3 separate regions of the Mus musculus genome follow, and regions 2 and 3 are each linked to region 1. The links are chromatin contacts, called in public HiChIP or PLAC-seq and promoter capture Hi-C maps. All regions are on one chromosome and are shown on one strand. Each heading gives the region's core, a stretch centred on a gene start, on an enhancer-like site or on the middle of the called end of the contact. The rest is flanking DNA. Distances are from core to core; before and after follow the strand shown.

Region 1 (4,021 bases), core at 791-3,290:
ACAGTCTCTTTCACGCTCCAAGGCAGAGTAAGAGGTCATGAGCCTACCCTGGAGCAGTCTGAGGTCCCTCAGGTCAAGTTGGGACCTGACTAAGATCACACAGTGCTGAAGGTCGAAGAGCTAAGTGAAAGGGAGGTGGGAGCAAAGGCCAAACCACCGAGTCTCACACCCAAGGGACGAGAAGCAAAGACAGCGGCGGCCCATTATCTGCAGCAGGAAATGTTGGTGATCCCAAAGCCTGGTAAAGTGTCACCCTTCACCTAAGTAAGCAAGCTCAGTAAACTTCCCCGCTGTGATCTCCTGGCCTTCCCAGAATGCCTCTGGTCCCCTCTGAGCGCTCAATTCAACGACAGGGGTGCTGGGTCCTGGCCCCTGAGCCTTAGAGACTCAAAACTGCAAAGCCATTTTAACATCAACCAAAACAGAAAGATCCATTCCATTTCCCCCCCCCCCCCCCGTGGTGTTTGTTTGTTTTTTGGAGGCAGAGTATCGATATTCATCTCAAGCTTCCTTTCACTGTGTTGTCTGCAGCCACAGATCCTCCTGCATCCTCCTGCTTCCGAAATGCTGGGATCAATGTCTACCAGAAAGCATCCGAACTTGGGGATCATGGTACATCACTTCTGTAATCTCAGAGCTGCAGACGCCGAGGCCAGAGGATCAGGAGCACAAGGCCATCCTCGAGTCTATGGAGAATTTTGGTTTCTTTTAAAACCCAGTTATGTTGTGGGAATGAGTGTGTGTGTGTGTGTTGTGTGTGTGTCTATACCTATCTATCTTGCCCCAGAGAACCAGAACCCCTAATCATCAAGAAGTAGTCTATATACACCCCCTTTCTCCTCTAACTTCTTTCTCTCCAACCTACTGTTGGGGTTTGTAATAAAAGTCGGGAGGTAGACGTATAAGAACCTAATAAAGTAGTTTTTTTTTTTTTTAAAAAAGCCAAAACTCAACTATATTATGTAGGGAGTTCAAGACTACCTTTGTCCACTTGAGACTCTTTCTCAGAAAACACACATGAGGGCTGGAGAGATGGTTTGTTGGTGAAGAGCAATTGCTGCTCACTGCTGTATAGCTCGGGGTTCAGGTCCCATCACCCCTGTAAAGCCAGGCATCTGCCTCTAACCAGCTCTGAGGGATTACACCTCTGGCTGTGTGCTAGGAGGGCCACATGCATATAAATGAGTAAATAAAACCCTTCTTTAAAACCACACGAAAAGAAAGTTTCCAAATCACCAGGAATTCAGAACTAGGATAAGAAAATTACGTCAGGATGGTAGGCTCAGAACCCATGAGCAGCCACTGTCTAGGTGGCAGGACGACTCAGAATCAGACGCGAGTTTAAGTAATTTTTGTTATTTATATATTTATTTGTATTTATTGAGACGCGATCTCCTATGTAGCTCAGGTTGGCCTGGAACTCAAGATCTCCCTGCCTCCGCCTTCCGGAGCTAGGTTTTAGGATTGTGCCAAACCTAAATCTGCATTTCTAACCACCTCGAAGGTGTTCTGCGTGTCCGGACCGCATTTCTGAACCTCACTCGGCAACCTCCCACTGACCCTACCCTTGGATAGCAGGAGTTAGGTACTGAGGCTGGGATTTGGCTGGGTGAGGCCGGGCACTTGCCAGTTGGCAGTTAGATGGGAGGGGAAGTTATCTGTTCACAACCTCAGACGCCTGGGACAGAGCCTCGGGGCTCGCTGCCGCCCAGCCCGCCCTGAGAGCTGCTGGCCTCGGGCTCTGAGGTCCGCAGCCCCTCCGCCACCGAGCCAGCACGTTGCACACCGTGGCTTGCTGCTCTCGCCCTGCGGAGCAGGTGGCTTGGAGTGGCGATGGCCTGGGATGCGGGTGGCCTTGGGTGGCGGTGACATGGGGTGGCGGTGCCCTGGGGTGGAGCTGCCCGCGATGCAGTCTGGCCTCGGACCGTGCACCCAACGTGAGCGGCCTCGCATGCCGGGGTTGGGAGCGGAGTCACAGCACCTGCCCGAGCGGGGCGGGGCGTCATCCTCGACAGGACCCGCCCTGGACCCGCCCTCCCGGTCGCCCCGTCGGGAAACCCACGAGCAGCTCGGCGGCAGCGGCAGCGGCAGCGGCTTTGCCTCGGCGCGGTAGGTAAGCAGCAACGGGTCGCGACCCCATGGTGCCCTCGGACCTGGCAGCCCCGTGCTCCTCCGGGACTCCCTCCCAGCCGTCCCCTCCCCCACCCCCCTCAGTGAGATGAAGGGGCTGAGCCAGACTCATCCCCCATGCCTTCGCTTTTTGCCCCGCGCGGTGCCATCTAGCGTCTCTCGCGGTGAGACCCCTTCACCTCTGCGGTTAAGAAGCTGAGGGGCGAACTGGGAGCCCCGGAATCCCTCTTCTCCTCGCTCTCGCCCCGGTGCCTACTGTGTGCCTCCCCCGATTTGACCACCTCGTGTGCTCAAGCGTTGGGACTCCTTCCTGCCATACCCTGAACAGAAGGGACAAACCAGGAGAAGCCTCATTGGTGGGGGGTGGGGGGCCCCTCAGAGTCCTTTCCTGATTGATCTCCCCTTGGATGCTTAGCGCTTTGGAGGAGTGGGGGACGGAGTTCTGTGGTATTGTGTAGAGTGTATGACTGTGACTGTCACCACCAACTTCCTGATTCTCCCTCCCTCGTGATGACAGAAAGGAGAATCCTCCTGCTACTTGCCCAAAAGCCAGTCATCTAGAGACTCCAGACCACTGCAGAGGGCTCGCCTGATTTTGTGGACACTGCTGGCGATTGCTTGTCTCAAAGCACAAAAAGGAACCCGGCCGGGTCTTGAGCCGTAATCGCCACAGTGGTTCCAGGGAGAGCTGTAAGGTTGCACTCTGAGCTCATCCCTACAATGACTGAGGTTAATGACAGACACACCAAAGAGCCTCCAGGGCTACCTTCGCTTCACCACAGGTGTGTGTGTGTGTGTGTGTGTATTACATAGGCCGGGCTCTCCTGACAGGACAGCTGTTTCCCTGCTTGGCAGAGAAAAGCTAAGAAGGATGAGATAGGCAAATTCATATGATGACTAGATCAAGGTTTTGAAATACTCTTCATTCAGATTGTCCAAGGGCAGCCTGCATCATCGCAGGCTCCGTGTCCTCATGGACGCCCTGTGCTTTAAAGAACCCAGAGGTGGGGATACCAGGACCCCACAGCAATCGAAACTCTGAAAGAGACTGGGTACTGAGTAATTACTACCCACAGCTGGCACTGCCTCCAGCATACACAAGAGCCCAGCGAAAGGGAGGCCCCCTGGGTGTCAGGTGCCCTCTGAGATCAGAACTGTCTTCGTCCACGTTCAACTGGGAGAAACCCAGACCCGAGATCTAACCATAGGCTGAGTCCTGTTTGCACTGCCTAGAACAGAAGTCGGGTTTGGGAGGGGCCCTGTCCTCAGCTGTTCGTAGGGAAGGCTGTGGTGTATATAATGAAGGCTACAGGTGGCTGACTCAGCTCTGCCACTAATGTAGCTGCAGAACCTTGGCCACATCGCCACGTAAACATTCCAGGGCGGGGCGGGGAGCAAATGAGAAGGTGCAAGGGCTTTAGGGACCAACTGAACATAAGATGTGTCGTGGCTTTGGACGGACAACCCTGAGTGTGAGTTTAGCCTCTGGTCTTGCCTAGCTGTGTGCATAAGGCTCTGGTTCCAGTCTCCAGCACTGGATAAACTGGGCATGGTGGCCCGTGTCTGTAATGCCAGCATTTAAGAGGTGGAAGCAGGAAAACCCAAGGTTCAAGCTCATCCTTGGCTACGTGTTGAGTTTGAAGCCAGCCTGGACTATAAGACTCTGTCTCAATGCAAAAGTCAAGACCAAAGAAAACAAAATATAACTTGGGTGAGACTTTGGTTTGATTTTTTATTCCATCTTTGTGCTTTGAGACAGGTTCTCTCTTCATAGCCCAGATTGGCCTAGAACTCACTGTGTAGACCAGGCTGGACTAGATGGAACTCACTGTGTAGACCAGGCTGGACTAGGTGGAACTCACTGTGTAGACCAGGCTGAGTTCCTGCTCAC
Region 2 (4,021 bases), core at 788-3,287, 440 kb before region 1:
CTCACAAGGCTTATGGTGGAGGGTATGCTTGGAGAAAGTGTTAATAATGTAAAATAAATTCACAGAACTATGACAGAGGTGATAATATGTACTGATATGGAGACAGTGAGACTGGCAGCCAGGGACTCAGAAAACCAGAAAGAGTGTCCAAGGGAGTGCTGAGGGCCCAAGCGGGAACCCTAAAAATTAAAGATACGCTCTCAGAAACCCTGTGTGACAGACAGCACTATCTCTTCTGGGCGTGTTCATCAGCCCGAGGTGAGAGCAGCTGTGTCCCTTAGAGTCGGTGAAGCTAGAGGATGGGGGCATATGGACAGACAGGTGAGCCAGCATATGGAGGGAAGCAGAGGTGTTGGCAGCCTGCAGTCTGTACACAAGTGGTCCCTCAGGAAGGAGCTGAGCGTGGCGTTCCTGAAGAACACCCTCCCAGGCTCTCCTTTCTCTCTCTCCCTGCCCCAGAGGCTACCTCAGGACTTTTGAGGACGGTTTTCTTTCTTCAACTCTCACACTGACCTGGTTCCACCCCAGTGCTTCCTGGGTAAACAGGCCCTGTGCCCTCAGCCCGGTGGTGATTCATACTTGCGTTTCCACCTGAGCATGCCCACTGGCCAAACAGGATTGCTCTCCTGGTCATTCTCCTGCTGTGGAGGACCTCACAGTTCCTTCCTGTCAGCCTGATGCCCTTGTTCTGCATGCTGGAACGTCACAGTACTGTGGGACTGCTGGTGCTATAACGCCTTCATCTCCCGACCACGCTTCCCCAGTGCTCTGGCTGTACTTCCGCATGCCCGTGTCCCTGGAGATCATTCTGCACTTTTTCAGCTGTCTTCTCCAGAACATACAGGCATCTTTGTTGAGTGGAGTCATGAAGTTCTAAATCTGAAAGGGAACTTTAAGTTATTTTGTCTGGTCCTGTTATTTCATTTTTATTATTGTTGTTATGATTGCTCTTTCGAGATTTCTCTGTGTAGCCCTGGAACGCCCTATGTAGAACAGGCTGGCTTTGAACTCGGGAATCTGCCTGCTGCCTCCCGAGTGCTGGAACTAAAGGCATGTGCCATCATGCCCAGCTTTGATTCTGTTATTTTAGAGTAGAGAAACCGAGGCTCAGCAGAGACAGGTGTCTTGTTCGAGGACACTGCCCAGACTGGTAGTTAATAACTCTATATGATGAGAACTTAGGACTCATGCAGACAGACCCCTTACACCTAAAGATGGTGTCCAGAGACTGGACACTAGCTTGCCTAGGAAGATTTACCAAATTGTGTTCACAACCATTTAGTAGTAACACCACTCTCCTTACCATACAGGAGAGGAACTGAGCCCCAGCCCAAGGTCATTCAGGGAATACCCAGTCTGACAGTTCCTCTGTTATCCTGGTTTCTCTTCCCTGTCCTTTCATATCCTTAAGACCCCTGGTATAAAGTCTCCCTCCTACCTGCTGGTCTATCATGCTCAATAGCAATTCCTGCTTTTCCAAGGGGTGGGAGGAGGGGGGCACAACGGTGGGGTGGGGAGGGGAGACAAGGGTAGGAGTTGGGCAGGGGTGGGGAGGCAGGAGTGGGGGTTAAGGGGGAAGGGTCAGGGGGTGGGGGTGAGGTAGGCAGAGGGGGTGGGGGAGAAGCAGGGGTGGAGGGTAAGGGGGCAGGAGCAGGGACAGGGGAGGGGCAAAGGTGAGAGGCGGGGGCGGGGGTTAAGGGGGCAGGAGAGGGGACAAGGGTGAGGGGCAGGAGTTGGGGGTAGTTGGGGGGAAGGTGTAATATGGTCAGGCTTCTGGCTACCGCTGATGATACCAGGGCTGGCTATCTGGTCCCAGGAAAAGCAACATAGAGACTAGCTGAGCTACTGAAGGGCTCTCTTGTATTGAACTAAAAAGGCAAGAAAAGCCAGTGACTTAGCTAGCCTGTGGCAGGTGCCCGGAAGTGGCAGTGAGCCAGTCTGAGCTGGGAAAGAATCGTGGAACAAAGGCTCAAGGTGAAGGAGACAAGAAAGGGAGGCTGGCTGGAGTGTGCTCATGGGTGTGTCTGTGTATACACCCCTCCGACCTCACCCCACAGTCAGGTGGTATCCAGGCTTGTCCTCAGATCCATGAGACCTGTCTGGCAGTATTTTCCCGGGTGAAGTCCTCCGAGATTTCCACCTGTCTCTTCACTCAAATGTCTTTGTCCTTGAAGCCTAGGACCCAGCAAACACACCAGCTCCGGACTGACTCCTCCTCCAAGAAGCCTTCCCCTCCTCTGCATGCTGTCTGCCTTTTCTGGAATCACTCAGGGCCTGACCATGGCAGATGTCACTCAATTCCTGTTGGTGGGAGAATCCTCCAGCCCTGTGTCACCGCTTATCAAGTTCGCCATTTGGAGCCATTTGCCTCACCACTGCTGTTTTGTGTTCTAGCAATCTGTGGGTAGGCTACCGTTTCTTTATCCTGGAGTGCATACTGAAGTCTGTGAGACAAAGGGCCTTGGCCTAGGTCCTGGGAATGAGTAAGCTTGTAGTTCTCCCCCTCAGGCAGTTCACGGTCCAGGAGGGGAGGCTATGTTCCTCTGACCAAACTCTGGCATTGGGATCCCAGCTACATACTTGGATACACAACATGACCACTGGGCCTGTGGTGTTGACACACGCACAGACAAAGGTTCACCCCTGTTCTCTCTTGTTCCGTGTCCCCTTCCCCACCAGGGTCCATTCCTCACTCTCCTTTCTTTCTAAACTTCATTTTTGTGGGGTGAGAGAGAGAGAGAGAGAGAGAGAGAGAGTGAATGAGAAACAGGGAGAGTAAGAAGGGAGAGACAGAGAGAGAGCATGAGGCAGTTACTTTATACTATTTTAGGACCCCTTTACTTTTCAAAAACCTGGTGGAGAATCCTGCCAAAGCCCCCGGGTGGGGGTGAGGAGGCTAGCCAATCTAACCCCGGGGCAGGCTGGGTGTCTGGGAGGCCAGGTTTTACAACTGTCAGCTGCATAGCCCAGGCTCAAATTGCTTTGCACCCTTGACTGCAGCTTCTTCCGTGGGCCCATCAGACCCAACCCCACCCACCCGGTCCAATCTAACATTCTAACAGGCCCCCCTCCTCTCCAGCATGCTCAGCCGTCATCATTCCTCCCCACCAGCCGCTTAAGGACTGCACACCAGGCACCATGTAAAATTGTTGTGTTTCTGGAAACACACCACACGCCGAGAAGCCTTGAAATTCTTCTTGGAACGGGTCCAGGGGTTTATTTATGAAATTCCCAGGGGGTGGGAGAGACAGAAGTCTGGACTTCGCAGACTGAGTGCTGCTCCGCCGTCATCTCGCCCGCATGCATACCCGCCGCCACTCCAGCCAGCTCTTACTATAGGCCCAGCTCAGGCTGTGCTGGGCTGCCAGAAAGCTAGCTCAGGAGCCCGGGACTCAGGAGAGCGAGGGGAGAAAGCAGCTAGTTGGCCATAGTCCCACACATCGACATCCCTCCCTCCTTTCTGCCAGCCCCCACCTCCCTCCCCATCTACAGTCCTTTCCCACCTCCTCCACTTAGGGGATCCTTGCTGCCCTAGGGATTCAAGCTGAAAGCTAGTTTCTACCAAAGTGGCAAGTTTGCAGGGCTGTCCTGTATGCTGGACGCTCTTTGACTCTTCGTAGTTTTTGATCTGAGGCATGCGTGGTAGAGGATGCCAAAGGTTTGGAGAAAGTTTAGGAGGTCCAAGCCTCTTCTGATGCTAAAGGGTTGTCTCAAGGACATAGATGAATGGTTAGACCTGCTCCCAGCTAAATGTGCTGGAACTTCCTGCTGCTAAAGGCCTTTGCAGCACTGCCCTGCTTCTCTGGCCACTAACTGAGAGGGTTCTTAGTGGAACTGGAGGGTTGTGACCTTAGCGGTGTCTTTAGATCACCAGGCATGTAGTTTCCGAGTAGACGGCTTGTCTAGTGTGCAAGAGGCTTCTATTCCCTCCCTAGGAGGCAAACAAAACATACACACTTGTTTAAGTTTCTTGCCTTCAGTGATGCCAGTGGTTGAACCCCATGCAGTGACCATCTTCCAC
Region 3 (4,021 bases), core at 460-2,959, 360 kb before region 1:
GGGCTTAGATATGATGGAACAGAAAGGCAGAGGCAGGCAGCTCTCTATAAGTCTACACAGTGAGTTCTAGGCCAGCTAGAGTTACGGCCCCGGAGCTTTGCAGAGGTTTCTCCGCAGTGCCTGAGGGACTCTCTGTCATTCCAGCAGGCTTAGCCTTCCCGCGGTGTCCCACTTCATGCCCCAGGTACAGGAAGAGCTGAAAGGAAAGAGGTCTGTGAGCAGGTGCTTTGCTTCCAGAATCTCGAGGAAACAAGAGGGCATGGGTCCCTCCTAGCAGATATCCTGGCGCTTTTTTCTCTCCTAACACCCTTTGGTGTTCGTTCACGCTGGGAGTCTCAGTAAAGCCCAGAGGCCTAGGACACTCCTGTTCCTGAGCAGATCCACAAGCTTTGGGTCTCTGCTAACATTGCTTCTGCTGGACTCTATAGCCCTGTGACTACAGTGTGGGTGTGTGCATGAGTGTACTCTGCTTTCCAGCATCCTACCCCTCACCCCTCCCTCCAACTCCCCACCCCCCACCCCACCTCACTCCTTGGACCCCGGCTTTAGAACTTCTAGGCCTCCTGCTCAGTATCAGAAGCTGGAGGGCTGCATTCCTGGGCTAAGGGCAGGAGGAGGAGCCCTCCTTCCTTTCAGCACACACTCATCCTGCAGTGCAGATGCTCTGCCTTTGAGCCCTGACGTCAGCCAGTGCCTGGACAGTGCGTGGCACCTGGAGGCTCAGCTAAGGAGGAAAGCTCTGGGAGTTTGCCTGTTGGCTTTTGAGACAGGGTCTTAAAGCCCAGGTTGGCCTGGAACGCTGGGATCCAGATACTGTTCATTCCGGCTCCAGGCTGGACAACCCTCTGCTTTTTTGTTCGTTTCTTAAGGATTTATTTTACTTTTAATTCCCCTCTCTCCCTCTTTCTGTTCTCTCTCTCTCTCTCTCTCTCTCTCTCTCTCTCTCTCTCTCTCTCTCTCTCTCTCTCTCTTATCATCCATCCCCTGGAACTGGAGTACAGGTAACTGTGTGACCCAACCCACTAGGGTATTGGGAACCAAATTTAAGGTCTTCTGCAAGAGCGGTCAGTATTTGCTCTTAACCACCCAGCCATCTCTCTAGTCCCTGGACAAGCGTCTGTATCTGGAGCTAGTTCATTCCTAGATGGAACTGAAGGAACCCAAGGTCCCAGCACTCTTCATAGTTTGGAGAGGGGGTCTCCCTGAGGCGAGGTGACCAAGCACGCACGCAAAGACCACAGAGCAGGTTCTGGGGGCCTGCTTGACTTATCTCTACACTCCCGTAAGGCGTCTTGGTCTCAGAGTCCTTCAGAGATGGCTCTGAGGCTTCCGGAGAGGAATCTGCCGGCTGGAACAGACTGGAAACCAGGCTGCAGTTGCAGGCAGGTAAACCAGTGTGGGCGCATCTGCCCTAGAAGTAGGCTGCAGCTCCAGGTAGTCCCTCTTCATCCAACCCATCCCCCCCGAGCCTGGTTTCGGGAAGCTCTCCCAATGAATATTTAATAGCTAGTGCTGGGCCTGATTGAATTTTAATGTGGGCGACCCGAGCCCTGGAGCCCAAGTCCAGGCAATTAGTCAGGAGCCATTAACGATGACTGAGCTGATTTATCGGCCAGACAAGGCCGGGGCTGGGGGTGGTTGGGTAGGGAAGCTCAGGCCTTCAACGGCCCAGGATTGGGCCACAAGGTCTTCGGTACCAGCCAATCCCCACAGACATCTCGGCCTGCTTTGCATTTCATCTGCATAGCATCTCCAGAGGGTAGGCCTCGCTGGCGTCCTGTGGGGGAGGCGGCGGGTGGCTGGGGCTAGACCCAATCTGGGTCATTCCCTGATCTGCCGATTGTGGCCACTCGGGAAAAACTAAAATGAAACAAACACAAAACACTATTACACATGGGACTCCATCCAACCATCCCGCGGTTCCGGGGACCTCCTCTCTACCCTAGTTGGATCTAAGTAGGAGAAAATTACAAAAATGATGCTGGTCTAGGGCCAGCCAGGACCTGAGCAGAGCTGAAATCCCTGTCTCAACAAAGGAAAGGACTCTGCTCGTAAAAGGCTCTGTGTTGAACCCTCATTCCCGTTCCAGGCACTGGCTTCCCTCCTTTCTGCCTCCGCCCGCCCTCCGCTTCTGCACTGCTGGGGGATGGGAGTGTGGGTTTCAGGGTGCTCCGCAGTGCTCAGAAAGCCAGGGATGAAGGCACCGAGCTCTTGGAAGAGAAGGCCCTCCTCCCTTTTCGTACCCTCCTCCTCTATCCCTCATCCCCCTCGACCTGGGTGAATGAGCTGGGATTCAGCCTGGAGTGCTCTATTGAACTATGCCCGACCTCTTAAAGCGTAGGTCAAGGATTTAGCTGGCCTGTCTGCTGCCACTCTGGCAGGTGGCCTCCTCCTCACTCCCCCAACCCCCATCAAGGCCGTCTGCAATGAGTGGGCATGTGGTGAGAGAGGGTAGCCTTTCCTTCGTGAGGCCAGTAGCCTTATGGTGCAGGTCTCATCTGAACTGGGCTGGGAGAGCCTGAAATCCAACTGTGAAGGGAATGTGGAGTTGAGAGGTCACCCAGACCTTGGCAGTCAGGGAAAGCTTCCTGGAAGAAGTAGGGCAGAGTAGGTACTGGAAGGAAGGGAGGGACAAGGAGAGGAAATCCTCTGCAGTCACTCTACCGCCACAAACAGGATACAGCAAGGGGAAGCTCAGAAAACCTGCTGCAGCAGATCAGCATGAGGCTGCTGCAAAGGCAGAGGAGGATCTTACCCCGTTTGATGAGCACCTACTGTGTGCCAGGCATGACACTAGACAGTTGGGTTCATTGATTCATGCGAACCTGTCCAACCCGCGTTGCCCCACACATTGGGGTGGCCTTGCAACCCCAAGAGGTGCCTAGGGAAGACAAGGGCGGCCACAGGATGGGGAGGCCATACCTGGCTCTACCCTCTGGTCCATAGTATCTGTAATTCTGAAACTCCTGAGGGCTGAGGGACAAGTGCCTGGCTGTCCACCCTTACCTCTGGTGACCGAGTTGAGTCAAGTTGACCTGTGAGCAACAGAGCTGATGAGCTTCTGTTCCTGCCCTCGCCTGTGGAGGCTTCACATCTCAACTTTCCTCCTTCAGGTTGGGTCTGGTGGCCGAGGCCTGGCAAGCCTGTTCAGGATCGCTGAAATGTTTCTAGCTCTTAGAGATGCTTCCAGAGGAACTGGTCGCAGAGACCCAGATACAAGAGTCCTCCTCACACTGGATCTGGAAAGCCTCGGTCCCAGGCTCGCCTCCTTGCCTACCCTGCAGCATCTCCCATGGCTCGGAACTCACAGAGATTCACCTGCCTTTGCCTCACAAGGCATCTCAAGTGCTAGCTAGCGTTAAAGGCTCATGCCACCAAGACCTAACTTCTTAAAAATGGTTTATTGAGTGAATTTGTCACCAAACAAGAAGACCTGGGCAGAGGCTGCTGCCTAACTCAGGGGCTTACAGTGTTGCCATGAACCTGCCAAGAGCCTTTGTTTGTTTCTTGTGTTCTTGTGTGAGGTGGTGAGGCGTTAGAGCAGCTACTCAGGAGGCTGAGACAGGAGGACTCATATTAGCTTTCTCCCTGCCCCCTTCATTGTTTTCTTAAAATGCCATGTTTTGTTCTGTATATAAATGTGTGTTGTGTGTGTGTGTGTGTGTGCGTGTATGTGTGTGAGAGTGTGTGTATGAGTATGTGAGTGTATATGAGTGTAAGTGTATGTGTGCGATGTGTGAGTATGTGCATGTGTGTGTGTGCATGTATGCGTGTGAGAGTGTAAGTGTGTGAGTGTGTGTGAGTGTATGTGTGAGTGTGTGTGAGTATGTGCATGAGTGTGTATGTGTGTGTGTGTACAGAGTACAATCTTGAATTGTTGTTCCTCAGCTGACATCTACCTTTTTTAGGTTTCAAAAGATGTATTTGTTTACATAATTTTATGTCTATGGGTATTTTATCTGCACACCAGAAAACTGCATCAGACCGGTGTGAGCTGTCATGTAGGTGCAGGGAACTGAAC

What was found. Promoter capture Hi-C pulls out the DNA fragments that hold promoters and counts their contacts. HiChIP or PLAC-seq counts read pairs in DNA pulled down with a chosen protein or histone mark.
Region 2: a contact with region 1 is called in a promoter capture Hi-C map of embryonic stem cells, with 3 times the contacts expected there. The contact joins the enhancer-like site here to the promoter of Galnt6 in region 1. A contact is called at or near these places in 6 of 39 promoter capture datasets (the 3T3-L1 cell line, embryonic stem cells, hippocampal neurons and 1 more).
Region 3: an H3K27ac HiChIP or PLAC-seq map of epiblast stem cells shows a contact between it and region 1, with 2.6 times the contacts expected there. The contact joins the enhancer-like site here to the promoter of Galnt6 in region 1. A contact is called at or near these places in 3 of 39 promoter capture datasets (the C10 cell line, hippocampal neurons and neural stem cells), 1 of 15 datasets of contacts at CTCF or cohesin (the NIH/3T3 cell line) and 4 of 115 datasets of contacts at active chromatin or transcription factors (bone marrow-derived macrophages, embryonic basal ganglia and epiblast stem cells).

What each region holds. Positions count from the first base shown.
Region 1 is chr15:100,727,395-100,731,415 of GRCm38.p6, reverse strand. It overlaps Galnt6 (polypeptide N-acetylgalactosaminyltransferase 6), which reads left to right and starts at 2,040. Exons shown (of 12, transcript NM_001161767.1): 1 at 2,040-2,113. I730030J21Rik (RIKEN cDNA I730030J21 gene) reads left to right here. Exons shown (of 3, transcript NR_045782.1): 3 at 532-911.
Region 2 is chr15:101,162,472-101,166,492 of GRCm38.p6, reverse strand. No RefSeq gene overlaps it. Among named protein-coding and RNA genes, the nearest start is that of Acvr1b, 9.6 kb to the left of the region's middle. Within about 2 kb of position 2,037, at least 116 of the 459 cell types and tissues checked have an H3K27ac peak or open chromatin away from gene starts, as enhancers often do. A contact at or near this core is called in embryonic stem cells, where this site is marked.
Region 3 is chr15:101,090,874-101,094,894 of GRCm38.p6, reverse strand. No RefSeq gene overlaps it. Among named protein-coding and RNA genes, the nearest start is that of Gm41402, 10 kb to the left of the region's middle. Within about 2 kb of position 1,709, at least 116 of the 459 cell types and tissues checked have an H3K27ac peak or open chromatin away from gene starts, as enhancers often do. A contact at or near this core is called in embryonic basal ganglia and epiblast stem cells, where this site is marked.